Regions from separate parts of the Sus scrofa genome. Here region 2 is linked to region 1. The links are chromatin contacts, called in public Hi-C maps. All regions are on one chromosome and are shown on one strand. Each heading gives the region's core, a stretch centred on a gene start, on an enhancer-like site or on the middle of the called end of the contact. The rest is flanking DNA. Distances are from core to core; before and after follow the strand shown. Region 1 overlaps CFAP65 (cilia- and flagella-associated protein 65). Region 2 overlaps NHEJ1 (non-homologous end-joining factor 1).

Region 1 (6,775 bases), core at 1,728-4,227:
TTGCCCCGTCGTCGTGGGAAGAGATGGGTCCCCCTAGATAGGGCTGTCACCCTCACCTCCAGCCCTGGCTGTCCCATTTGCCGCTCCCATAGAAGCCACCTCTTTCTCATTTGTGGTAGGTAATTTCCTGTCCCCATGTGGGTGGGATGGAGGCTGTTTTTACATAGCCTCCCCCTTCCTCCACACCGTAGCCTCCATCCCTGGTGACCCTGACCTCTGACCCAACCTCTTCACCCCTGACCCTCCCGCTCCCTGGAGTGCGCATCCCTTGTTATCGCACCCTGCCCTGTGTCTCTCCATCTCTGGGGTCCCTCTGACTCTCGCCCTAACCATCTGGGGTCAGAGCAGGGTGTCTGCAGCCTCTCTGGACCCTGAAATCATCCCTGTGGTTCTCACCCCACTCTGGGCTGCACCCTCCGTCCGTCCCTCTGCGCTTCTGCTTAACTTCTGCTTGGCTTCTCCGCTCTTTTTCTCATCCTTCCCCCCACTCCTTTTCTCCTTGCCGGTTCCGAGTCCCACCACACTGCACTCCAACTGCTCTTTCCCTTTTTCCGCTTCCTCCAGTACCTGTCTCCTCCCCCGCCCTGGGTGCTGACAGGGATGACAGGAAACAGGCTTTGAGCAGGAAGGGGGAGGGGGTGGGGGGCCCGCCTCGAACACCAGCTGCTGAGCACCCCCCTCCCCAAGCCCCCGCACCTGCAGGCCTGCCTGGCGCCTGGAGACTCCACCCCTGGCCAGGCAGGGGAGGAGGGACTTGGAGGAGAGGCCAGATCCCTGGTGAGTCCAGGAAATGCGGGTCTTGGGGATGGGGGGATGGGGGTGGAGGTCTGGGGAAATGGGGCTCCCAGGGCTGAAGGGGGAGGCAGTGGCTCTCTGTCCTAAGGGAAGACCCCTCAGCCCACTGGTGGCCTCATTCTTCTCACCCCCATCCCTAGGACTGCTATAAGAGTGAGAGTGTGTGTGTGTGTGTGTGTGTGTGTGTGTGTGTGTGTGTGTGGTGGTGGTAGTGGTGGTGGTGGTTGGAGGGGGGTTCATTCCAAGGGGAGGCCTTTTTGTTGATAGCCCCAGGATCTGGAATCCTAGCCAGAGGGGAAGAGCTCTAGCCCCCTTCTAAGATTGGGGGAGGGGAGAGGAAGCCCTCCGTGACACAGGGAAGATGTATCAGCGCCAGGCCCCTGACAGGCAAATGAATCAGTGCCAGGCAGGGAGCAGAGGGCCGGCCGAAGCCACAAGCCTGGCCAGGGAGGCCAGGATGGGGGCTGCACACACCCAGCCTGGGACCCACCGGCTCTCCCCTCACCCCCACCCTCCTGCCCCAAGGCTGTTGCATGTGGATCCAGCCTGCCGTCCACCCTCTCCCCAAACCTGCCTGGGATCTGTCAGAGCCATCTCATCCCCTCCCCCTCCCTTTCTCGGTGCCAAGGACTCAGCAGATCCAGTGGAGCCTGCGGGTAGTGTGGGGCGAGATGGCAGTGAAGTGGGGGAAACATGGAGGGGGCAAGCCAGCACCTCCAGGATCCAAATTGGAGTCAGAAGGGACCACTGACTCCTGACCCTCATTCCCATCTCCCTGGGGGCTGCCACCTCTGCCTGGGTGGGAGTGGGGGGACAGTGCCTGCCCATGGTGCTTCCTCACCCTTAGGGGAAACTGGGGCTCCCTACGCTGTTCAAGGAGATGTCCCTCCATCCCAGACCTACCGCCAGCCCCTCCCTCTGGGGCCGGCTCAGCATCGCCATCAATTTGGGGAGAGGGAATGGAGGCCACCTGGAATCACAGGACGGAGAATCAGTTCTGGGGGCCAGCAGTCTGGGGCAATCTTCCTCCTCCTCCCCCCATGTCAGATCTTAACCCTTTGAGCCATTGGAAAGGGAGGTGGGCTGTCCCAGGTGTGGGTTGTGGCTAATGACCCCGGACTCCCACCTAATCTGAGGGCTACTTAGACCCACCCCCACCCCCATTTGACTGAAACAAGAGGCCTTGGGATTATGAAGTTTGGGAAAGGTGGTGAGCTGCCCTATCAAGCAAGGGCTCCTGGAGCCTGTGTTTGTCCTTTTCCATCTGTCTGACTGTCTGTCTCCAACATGGGGAGACTGAAAGACACCGCAGGGAGTGAATCCTCAGGATGTCAGCCCCAAAGAGACCCGGAGGAGCCAGACTTGATCTCCCTTGTGGTTCTAGCTCCCACCACCCAGATTTTCCACACCTCATAGTTCTTGCTCCAAGTCCCCCAGAGCCTCCAACTTTCCGCGTCAGGGGGCTCAAAAGTATCGCTAAAAGCCCAGGAACCAGGATATGTGGACTGGTGGGGCCCTTGCAGGAGGCCAGACCAACCCTCCACATTGTGCAAAGCGCAAAACCCTGGGAGGGGCCAGAAAATGACTTGCCCAAGGCCACAGAAGTCGCTGGGACAGATCCGGACTAGAAGCCGGGTTTCCACCTCGGAAAATGCTCCTGACCTGGGCCACAGCCCCCTATGCCACCCGGTGGAGCGGCCGCCCGCACTCTCCGGAATCTAGCTGGGCAGCCCAGGAGTTGCGGGCAGGACAAGGCAGGGCGGGCGGAGCCGGATGGGAGCCGGATCTGCCCGGGGAGCGGCGCACAGCCTCTCCGACCCGTATGGCGGCGGCGGCGGCGGCGACAGGTGCCTGCGTGGCGATCCGGCTCGGCCCCCGGGCGGGTGCTGAGAGGCCGCCCCTGCCTCACGCGAGCCGAACGAACAAAACGCTCAGGTCCGGTTTGTGCGAGGGGCTCGTCGCGGGGCGGGGGCGGAGGGCCCGGGGCCTGGCTGTGGCCTGCGGTGGTCTCCTGGTCCTGGTCTTCGGTGAGTGCCGTGCCGCACAGCGCTCCGCTACCGCCGCCCTCACCTGCGCGCATCCGCGGCTGACACGTCGGCGGCCGCGGCGGCCACTACAGGTGCGCACCTGGCCCGCCCCTCCCTTCCTGGCCACCCTCCGCCCGATCGGGCCCTGCTTGGCTTGGTCCCCAGCTCACGCCCCGGAGCTTGTGCCTGAGCCCGGGCTCAGCGCGCTTTATACGGCCTGCTTAGTCCCCGCCCCTAGACACACACACACACACACACACACACACACACACACACACACACACACACACACCTGTCCGGGCGCCCGTTTGCTCGGGGCAAATATTGACTCAGAGGAGGCGGAGCGCCCCTCACCCCTCTCCCCGCCCCCGCCTGGGCTTTGGGGCCAGAGCTCCACCGAGGCCTTGGCGGTGGGGGTAGAGGGGGGGTGTCGGGGACCTGGGCGCCTCTGGAACAACACCAGATGTCACTTTTCCACCCACCTGCCTCGGGAAGGCGGGGGAGGAGCCGAGGACAGAGGCTGCCAGGCGGAGGTTAGGGGGAGCAGGAGGTGGGTATCCTAGGGAAGGTGGGACGTCCCCTCCTGGGGACTCAGATTCATGACAGGAGTCGTTTAGTAGGGTCTGTGGCCCGCTATCTAGCGATGATCTCCACCCGCGTCCCAGTGTCTAGTTCTTGACCCTTCGCACGTGCCTCGATTTCCCTTCCTTCCCAATCTCTTAGCAGAGTCCCGGGAGCCCGGCAGATGCTGAGAAAAAGCTGGCGGTGGAAGAGCCGAGCCTCGGAGCAGGCGCGGTGGGGAAAGGGGAGGGGTGGCCACCTCGCCCTGCGGCCACCTGCTGCGCAGACCGGGCCTGGCGCTCGGCTCCTGTCCCCAGGCTCTGTTGGGGCAATGGCCAGCGAGGCTCCGCCCGAAGCGCCCTCCACTGGCCAGACCAGGTCCAGCATCCGGCTGCGTCTCGCCTCACTGAGGTGTGGAGTGGAGAGGCGCGACCTCCCAGTCCCTAAGGCTTCAAGGAGTCACTTTGGCCGCTTCTACCGTCTGTCCCTCTCAGGCCGCGCGCGCGCGTTTTTGTCGCATCGGATAAATAAAGTCAAGGCAGATATAGGAAAAAAGGCTGGATCCTTTACTGGCGGGGTGACGGAGAGAGCGCCGGTAGGAACCTAGAGGTGAAGGTCGGAGGGGGGACTGTGTGCTGGTGTCTGCGAATAGTCGGTAGGGGGCAGTGCCGTGGTGCCGCTCGTATCCCCTTGCTGCGGCCCCGGGGGCGCCGCGGGCAGCAAGTCGGGAGTCAGCATCCTGGAAGACAAAAAGCCCCAGGTAGAGGGGGTGAAGGAGAGGCTTCCCTCCGAGGGTGCCCGTCTCTGCAACCTCTCGCTCCCCTCCCTGCGGCCGCTGGCCCGGGCGCCCCAACCTGGGAACGCTGAGCGGTGGCAGGGCGATGACGCGCGGCCGCGAGGTGAGCACCACCTCTCCGCGGCTCGCCTCCACCAAGATGTTCTGGATCATGTTCTCCAGCAGCGCCTCCTGCAGGTTAGCGAAAGCCGGGAGCCTGCCGGGCGGGAGGCGGGGGCGCCGAGGTCAGCGCTCACGTCCCCCGCCCGCCCGACTCTGTGCTGTTCGGTGTGCGCCGCGTGCTCTACGCGGATTCTCACTTAACTCCCCCCTCCAACACCGTGAGGAATCCATGTTCCAGTTTTATAAACGTTCAGACTATGGCTTGAAGAGACCAAGTTGCAAAACGCACACGGCTGGTACACGTGGTGGGATTCCAGCCCAGGCAGCCAGAGTCTGCATTCCAGGGCCAGGGTTGGGGAAATGCCTCAAACTATGATGGCTCAGGAGGGACTCCTAGGGCATCTCGACAGGGACAGAAAGCAGCCACAGATCAGCCCAGGGAGAGACCAATGGAGAAGTGGTGGTGCTTTTCTTCTGGCTTTAGAAACCCATTTAGGAGATTTGGACGTGGTGTGATGGTAAATGTTAATAGCCTGCTCTTGGAGAAAAAAATTAAGGCTCAGCTCTGTACTATTCTGTAAATACCCTCACCGAGGGCGTAGGCGCCAACTGTGATGTCAATGAAAGCTGCTGGGAAGAGAAGCACACACAGGTAGAGCCCCAGCACACCACTGCCTCCTAGGATCCCCCTGCACTCAGCCCCCCCCCCCAAAACCCGCCCTGGGGTCTGGCTGCTCACCGGCTGATGGCCTCCTTCTCATCCTGCTCTTGCCTCTCCTTCACAAGACCTTCAGCTGCTGCTGCCACTGCCATTTCAGGGACTCATGGGATGTGGGCTGCGGTTCAGGCTTAATGTCCATCCAGGGCAACTTCTCTTCCTTCTCCTCCACCTCCTTTTCCTCCACCTCCTCTTCTTCCAGCTTCTCCTTGCCGGTCTCCTCCTCCTCGTCCGTCTCCTCCTCCATCTCTTCTTCCTCCTCCTCCTCTTCCTCCTCCTCCTGCTCCTCCTCCTCCTCCTCCTCTTCATCCTTCTCCTCTTCCCCGCCTTCCTTCTTCCTTAGCCTCCGCTTACCCTCCTCCTTTTCCTTGTCTCTGCTGTCCTCCGAGCTGTTGGAGGACAGAGATGGGTCTGGCATTAAGTGCAGGTTGCTCTTCTGGACCGTGAACTTGGCCGACTGCTCATTCCAGAACTGGCAGAAGTAAGGCATCTGCTCCACCAGGTTTTGGTCCACGGCCTCATGGAAGATCTTATCTTCCAGCAGGCCCCTGGGTGGCAGGGAGGAGGAGAAGGTCCTCACTGAGAGGCCTTGTAGCCCCCTAGGGGGGGCTCTGGCTTCAGGGTTCCCCAAGGGGCGGTTCTTGACTACTGTGTCCACAAACAGGTGCTAGGGGGCGGGGGTGGGGTGGGGAGCCCTTGATCAGTTGCTCATTCCCTTAGAAAAGCATCTCTGGGCCCCATGGATTCTTAAAGGTAAACAATATAGGGGAGAGGAAGACCCAGGAGGTCAGAGTCACACAAATGAGGGCCAGAGGCCTGGGGAGGCAGCACATTGGCTGCAGACCTCATCTACCAGCTATGACAAGGCAGAACTCAGGACCCTGCTCCGAGGATCCTTCCAGCCAGCTCTATTAGAGCTCTACATCCTGGAGGGCCTGGGGCCACCAGGGGAAGGAACTTGAGAGGAAGTTCTGGTTTTCAAGAGAGGAAGGGCTTGGCCTTCCAGGGCTTCGGGTAGACCCAGAGTTGACCAATGAGCTGGAGAGATGAGGGATTGGGGGTGAGCGGTCACCTGATGATGGTGGTGAGACAGTCAACCAGGAGCTGCTTCTCTTGCTTGGAGACAAGGGCCCACATCTCAAGGGAGTCTTCATCAGCCTCCGACTCTTTCCTGGGGCACTTCCTCTTTGGCAGCTCCCTGGGGTAGGCCATGGCATCCTGAGTGGCCTGGGCAAGCCACCATGCTGGGATGGGGGTGGCATGAGCAGGGATGGTGGCTGCCCAGTCATGAGGACATAGTGAGTTTGGGGCAGAGCCCAGCCTTAACCCCAAGGTATTGCTGCTACATTTGGGGAACCAAGCCCAACCCTCTAGCACAGGACCTTGAGAGGCTCCAAGTTGGAAAAGGAAGGAAGTAGGGGAGGCAAGGAGGCTTAGGTAAGTTCCCCAGGGGGCTCTGGCTTTTGTCCCCTCCTCATAGGGACCTATACAGTGATGGCGCCATCTTGGGCCCAGCAGCACCCCAGTAGTCCCACTGCTGCTGCATACACTCCCAAGCCACAGCAAGGGTTGGGTCTGGGCAGACCTCGTTCTGGAGTGGGAGGGGGGCAGAGGAAGGAGACCCCTCCCTCCCTGAGAGTTCACCGGTGCAAGAAGTGGCGGGGAAAGTCCGAGAAGAAGTTGGCCAGGAAGTAGTCGGTGGCATGGGCGCGGGCAGTGAGGCCTAAGTAGAGCATGCCTGGTGAGGGTGGCTGGGGGCATGGCCAATGTGTCTCC
Region 2 (6,775 bases), core at 3,176-5,675, 120 kb after region 1:
CAAAGTAACAGCAACATTCACTGAGGCATTATTCACAGTAGCCAAGTTATGGAGGCAACCCAAGGGTCCATCAACAAATGAACAGATAAAGAAGATGGGGGAGTACCTTGGTGGCCTAGCAATTAAAGGATCCCGTGTTGTCACAGCTATGGCATGGGTTTGATCCCTGGCTTAGGAATTTCTGCATGCCACGGGAGCAGCCAAAAAAGAAAAAAAAAGGATGCGGTGTGTATATGTGTATATACACATATATAAATAAAATGGAATAGTTCTCGGCCATAAAAACATAAAATCTTACCATTTGTGACAACATGGATGGATCTGGAGGGTATTATGCTAAGTGAAATAAGTCAAAGACAAATACCATATGATCTCACTTATATGTGGAATCTAAAAACAATAAATAAAACAAAACAATAAGTAAAACAAAATGAAAACAGACTCATAAATACGAATAACAAAGCTGTCTGAAGGATGGGGGTAGAGGAGCAAAACAGGTGAAGAGAGAGGTGGAAACCCCCAGTTATAAACAAGCTACGGGGCTGCCATATACAGTGTAAGGATTATGGTCAATGATAGTGGAATAACTTTATATGGCGACAGATGGTTACTAGACTTATCATGGTGATTTCATAATGTGTGCAAATGCCAAATCACTAAGCAGTATGCCCGACTAACATAATGTTGTACATCAACTGTATTTCAATGATTTTTAAAAAATCAAAGCATTCTGATTTCGAATCCAGGGTCGATGACAGGAACAAATGCAGAGAAGCAAGAATCAGCAATGCCTATAAAGACGAAGGTGAGCAAACTGGCTTGGCTGCAAGAGGGGCAGTTTCATAGAGAACTGAGCACTAAGAGGCCCCAGTCTAGTCCTGAATAATCCATGTGAGACTCCACTTCTCGCTCTCTTCAGGGACACCATCCACACTTGGGTGACGGGGCCCTGCACTTCTGCATTTCCCACACCACACGTCCTGCTCTGAGACCTTATCTTCTGATGGCCACCATTGTTACTCCCAGATACCTACCAGTTCTAAGGACCCCAAAGCACCCAGATACACATATGGCAAAACTAACCAAGAAGCTACTCCACATATGAACTTCTGGTTCTGCTCACAACCCCGCCCCTCCTCCTTTGCCCCCACCAACACGGAGGAAACCAGATGTACAAATGGTTAACAGAGAAAAAAAAAAATCCCACCCAGACCACTTGAAACGCGGCTAGTCTGGCTGGGCTTCGAGTCCGCTCAGTGACTGCTCCATGTCTGCTATTTATAGCCTCTGGGTGCCCAGCCCAGCTTCCAGGTCACTAATTGTGGCCCAGCCCCGAGCCAACCCCCACACCTCCTCCCCCGCCCTGCAACACAGGGAACGAGAAGCACGTCCAGCTTTGTCCAGCCCAGGAAGAACAGCCAGGAGTGAGATCTGAATCCAAGACCCTCTATGATGTGTCTTGTGGAAGGTGTCAAAGCTGCCTGGAAGGGTCTGTCCTCGCACTTGGACATCTTAGAGAGCTGAGCTATCCCTGCTTTCTCTAGCAGGCAACCTTTCCTGAATTATTCCCCTTCATTCCAAGTTGAATCCCCAGTTCAGGCTAACACATTCAAACACTAGAGAGGTGAGATATGGGTTTCAGCTATGAAAGACACCAGCCAACAGTCCATAAGGAGCATATCTCTGGGAGTTAAGTGTTTAAACATTCATGGATTGGTAGGCTTGCCCTTTCTCGGGGTCTGTTTGTTAGATGACATACCCGTTTATTTGTATTATGACCCCACAACAAGAGAAGTACCCAAGTACTTCTTGGTCTTATTAGAGTTCTATAAATAATTCCTTCTGATTCCAAGATGCTATTATTGAGTATTATTCTATAATACGGTTTTTTCCCTAGGAATGAGGAGGATTCTGAGATGGGCAATAACCATTTTTTGACGTGTAAAACTTTGGGAAGTTACCCTGAGTGGAGAAAAGGGCTTCAGTTTTGTTTGTTAACAAAGGCACAAAGATCAACAGTGAAAAGACTTGGCAGAGAGACTCAGCGAAGCGTTCTGTGTTAGTTCTGTATCTGTGTCACACTGGGGCAACCACCAGTGGACCACATTCTCCACTATCCATTCTAATCTGGAGCCCTGTCTCCATCCCTATTAAACCTGACTATTGTTGATGATGTTCATGGTCAAAGCAAAGGATTACGACTAGAGGTGAAGGGGGAGGTAAGAGGCTTAGGATGAAAGTGAGAAGTCTCCTTCCTTTCCCAGGGCTCCAGTGCCTAAATGGTGGCTACCATACTTCTCAGACAGCCCAACAAGCTCCCAACCCTCGACACCCTTGACCAATACTGCCCAAGACTGGACATCCCAATGTCAGTCTTCCCCTTCTCCCGTTGGGGTTCATTTGGGCCACTAGATAATCTGGCAGAGATTCTGGTTATAGGAGCCAGACCCAGAATGCTGCTGTGCTATCTCATCACCACCCACAAATACCAATTCCCAGCCCCAAATGGCCCCAAATCTTTCCTCCCAAGACCACAAGGGGAAAAAAAAAGTTTCCAAATTAAAAAACTAAAACTGGCAACAAAGGTGCCCCATGGCAGTAACCTTTAAAACTGGCCATTAAAGTTTATAAGTCAGACGGGCACCAACGTGAACAATCAAGAAGAGAAAAACAGCCCCCTCCCTTGGGGACCCGGAGCCACAGCCTTCCCCCTAAAGCCACAGAGCTGATGTCACAAGAAGTGCTTGCTGCCGTCAAGGGCTCTCTGTGTCCCAACTACAACTACTCACGACGACGCAGGCAGCCTCTGTGTGCAGAGGGAGGCGGGCGGGGGTCTGGCTGAGAATAAAGGGAAGTGGGGGGCGAGGAGTTGTGGGTTAGGGGTAGATAGGAGGTGGGGAAAGGTGGGAAGGGGGAGAAAAACAACAAATCTCCTCCTGCCATGAGGGCTGCCTGGGATTCATAGGCCAAGAAGGGGACAGGCTTGTCAGCCTGCCTAGACAGTGGTTCTCGACTTTTCCCACCCAATACACACGAGTCATACTGAATATTTTCATGGGTAACTAAAGGTTATTACACATGATACTTAACTGTTTCGGGGGCACATATCAGAATTTTGTCATAAGGGTATGAATACTTGAAAAGGCCTCCAAATCACTCTGATCGCCTCCCCGATGGGTTAGGTACCCCCTAGGAAGAACCATCAGTTTAGACAGCCTGCTTCTCCTGCCCTCCCTTCCCTTCTGTTTATTCGACATACCTGTTTTGAGAGCTTATGTGTGCCAGGCATTGTTCCAGGGGCATTGCAGAGACAGTGATGAACACAGAGACAAAATCCCTGCCCTCATGGAGAATCCATGCCTTCACAGGGGAGGAAAATAACATAATAAAAAGTTCAACCTGGGGCAAGTTGGGTTGCTATAAATGCAAAGGAGAAAAACAGAGCAGGGAAAGGGGACAGATGGTACTGGTAGGGTTGGGGGTGAAATTTTAGACAAGGTGGCTACGAAGTTCTCGACTGGAAGGTAGCACAGGGAAAAGGCCTAGAGGAAGAGGGGAAGCAGCCATGCAGGTGTCTGGGGAAGAACATTCTCAGCAGAGGGACCAGCAAGTGCAAAGGCCCTAAAGTGGACATGGGTCTAGGAGGTCCGAGAAGGAGTAAGGAGGTGGCTGCGGAGGCTGGGCCCCCACCCATGGTTCACGTCAGAGCTCTCTTCCATTTCAGATCCTGAAGCTCTGACGCCCTGTTGGACGAAATTGTCCAAGCCAGGAAGATACTCACAAGCAGAAAAAAGGTAAATACCTTGGTGAAAAGGGGCGCAGGCAGACAGGTAAGACATATTTCTCTTTTATTTAAACAGCTCAGAGTTCTTTTAAATAAAATCTCATCCATTCACAAGAAATCCTACCAGGGAAATTATCCCCTTAGCTACGACTGGAAGGAAAAATGGCTAGCTCAGGAGTCATTCGTTAAATGACTTTAAAGCTAGCAACTGGAATAGAATTTACTCTTAATACCCTAGTCCAATGTTCTAGTTTTCATTAAATCTACAGTATTAAAAACTGGAAAGGCCTCAAGAGATTACCTTACATATTCGCCTCATCTTACTCAAGAAGCAGCTACCAAAATTCGAACCCAGGGTTCTTGGATAAGGGGTTAACACTGCTGAGAGAGAAAAGGACAGACATAGTACAGATTTCAAAAGAAAGGACCACTTTTTCTCAAGTCTCACATTTCTAGAATCTCTCCTGCAAAGGAAGGTATAGTGATGACATTTTAGGGCAGTCAAAGACTAAACAGTGTTCTCTGTCCTCTGATCCCTAGAAAAAGTCTGTTATCTCCACCTGCAAGGCCCCTTATCTAACTCCCTTCAGCCCAAGTGTCCTTTGTGAGACAGAGCCTGGCCAAGCCAGTGGGCTGCAGGTCCTAAGACCAGACGAAGTCTACAGTGTGGATACAGATACACACGCACACACAGACACACACAGTCAGGGGGAAGGAGGGAAAAGGAAAGCACACACAACACAACACACCAGGGCAGCTGCAGAAAACAACTGCTTGTTAAGTTAAAATTAAACTCTGCACAAATATTGACCTTTGGAGGGGACAGAAACCGGTCCCATATTTACCAGTTTTATAAATGGGACTGACCACAGCTGCCCCACGCGCTTGGCCAGCATGATGGCAGGATGGGGCGAGGCCACGCTTGGTGGGGGGGGGGATGAATGAGAGGGGCAGGAGACATTTTAAACACTCTCTTAAACGTAGTTACTACGGGTAGGTCAAAGTTCCTGAGAGCCTTAAAAGAGGAATTTCTAGGAAAGCAAATAAGGCAGTCTCAAAGTAGGGGGTCAGAGAAGTAGGGATAAAGAGGAAAAAGGAAGTGTCAGAAAGAAAAAAAGCTCCTGGAAATAGTGAGAAATATAACAGAGATTGAAACTGAATGGATAGAACAACACTGCAGAGCTTATCCTTTTGAACCCTGGCCCTTGGTCAAACCAAGAGTCATAAGGTAGAAGACCAGGTGACCAACTTAACCTAGCAGAACAATCTAAACTGACCTGGTTTGAGTCTTGGCTCTGTTGTACTTACTGTGTAACCTTGGGAAACTCAGAGACCCCAGTTTCCTCATCTATAAAGTAGGGGTAATAATATAAAAACATTGCCCTAACTCATAAAGACCACAACCAAAAGACGATGTAAGTGCAAGCACTTGGCCAACTATAAACAACCACACAGATATAAATCATTATTTGTATTAATTCTATCCGGGCTATCGGTGCACCTTTATGTTCCAAATTGGCCAATAAACTGCAATCTCTCTAAGAGCAAAAAGTCAGAGGTCAGAAGGGAGAGCCTGGGCTTCCCCTGAACTTGTTAACAAGCCTCCTAAAAGCAGATATCTAACCCTTCCCTTGCTGCATGATAACATGGAGACCAGCTGGTGAAAAGAGGCCCCCAAAGCCACACTCACGGGCTGCAACAGGTCTAGACAAGCAGGAAAAAAGGACTCATCAATACTATTTCTCTAAAAGCTGATCTCTGGCAACCCGAGGCTTTCCGGGAATAAACATCACAGATGAGGGGCAACTTAGGTCTGTTCCAAACCTCTGATGCCTTTACTCTCTATTTACATCCATGACTTTCACGATCAATAATCATAAACATAACAGATATGAATCCAATCTCTGTACAAGGCATGACAACACCCTCCGGCCCCCGCCAGTTGTGCCACAAAGAATCACAGTTCTGAAAGCATTTCAACTTTGAACAATACATGAAAAGATTGTGCCGAAATTAGTCACCAGTTTTATAGAAAGCTCTAGCGCCTTTACGTGACACACTGTTTACACTTCACATCTTAAAAGCATGGAATGGACAAGTGTCTATCACCTGAGCAAGGCAGTGATGAAATTAAAGTCCTTTACCTCCTCTGTGCTAACCAAACACATGTCACTAGTATCTTTTGACTCTGCTTCACTTGTTCAATGTTTGACCTTAATATATTACAGTTTATATTGTTAAACGTGTGTCATAAAATATAAACAATGTACAGCACAACCACGTCAGCAATTCGGGAAGAATTTCCAACGCTGCAGTCTCTGTGGTCACAGGGCAGGAAGGTGTTTTGCATTTGGTGTCCCAAACATGTGCTGAGGCAGAGACTCCAAACAAACTGGGGAGGGGGAGACGGGCAGAAAGGAACGAGGAAGAGAGTGGGGAAATTGCACTGCATGTGGGAACCAGCTTCCCTGAATTTTGATCCAAGAACTTATTTTAAGACAGAATCACTATGAATTTCCACAGCCCTTTTGCTCTGGCTTTGTCCTTCTGCAGTGGCTGCAGGGAAGAGATACGCCCCCAGGTCGAGCCACTCAGGGCCTCTAAGAGCTTTTGTTATTCTTGTAGCAAAAGGTCCTCTCCTCATATCACCCCCATCTTTTCCATGAGCAAAGGACCCGCCCCCCCTTAAGCTTCAGTTCCATCTTCTATGACCTTTGGAGAAGCTGAGCTAATGGACCTTCTCTGCAGGGACCTAAGATTCCTTACCTATTAAGCTATAGCCAGAAGTGAAATTATTTTCAAATATTCCAAACTCCTAGAGAAAAGAAAAGGAGAGTTACCATATTTACGACTGTCACCTATTCAACACTCCAAAAAAGTCCATCCTCACTGTACGTGCCAGCGCTCCCAGGAGAAGCCTTGACCAGAATGCATCGGTCTGGCTCTTTTCAAGCTCCTCCTGCCTCAATGTTCTCATCCCCCAAAACATCA

What was found. A called contact is a pair of places that touch in the nucleus more often than the background predicts.
Region 2: a contact with region 1 is called in a Hi-C map of liver, with 2.7 times the contacts expected there. The contact joins two enhancer-like sites. A contact is called at or near these places in 1 of 5 promoter capture datasets (liver) and 5 of 47 Hi-C or Micro-C datasets (embryonic fibroblasts, heart right ventricle, liver and 1 more).

What each region holds. Positions count from the first base shown.
Region 1 is chr15:121,023,189-121,029,963 of Sscrofa11.1, forward strand. It overlaps CFAP65 (cilia- and flagella-associated protein 65), which reads right to left. Exons shown (of 36, transcript XM_021075441.1): 31 at 6,644-6,775; 32 at 6,072-6,197; 33 at 5,069-5,547; 34 at 5,021-5,066; 35 at 4,238-4,375; 36 at 3,177-4,122. The coding sequence ends at 3,987. Among named protein-coding and RNA genes, the nearest start is that of CRYBA2, 9.7 kb to the left of the region's middle. Within about 2 kb of position 2,978, at least 13 of the 83 cell types and tissues checked have an H3K27ac peak or open chromatin away from gene starts, as enhancers often do. A contact at or near this core is called in liver, where this site is marked.
Region 2 is chr15:121,140,811-121,147,585 of Sscrofa11.1, forward strand. All of the region lies in intron 6 of NHEJ1 (non-homologous end-joining factor 1), which reads right to left. All of the region lies in intron 18 of SLC23A3 (solute carrier family 23 member 3), which reads right to left. Among named protein-coding and RNA genes, the nearest start is that of NHEJ1, 46 kb to the right of the region's middle. Within about 2 kb of position 4,426, at least 14 of the 83 cell types and tissues checked have an H3K27ac peak or open chromatin away from gene starts, as enhancers often do. A contact at or near this core is called in liver, where this site is marked.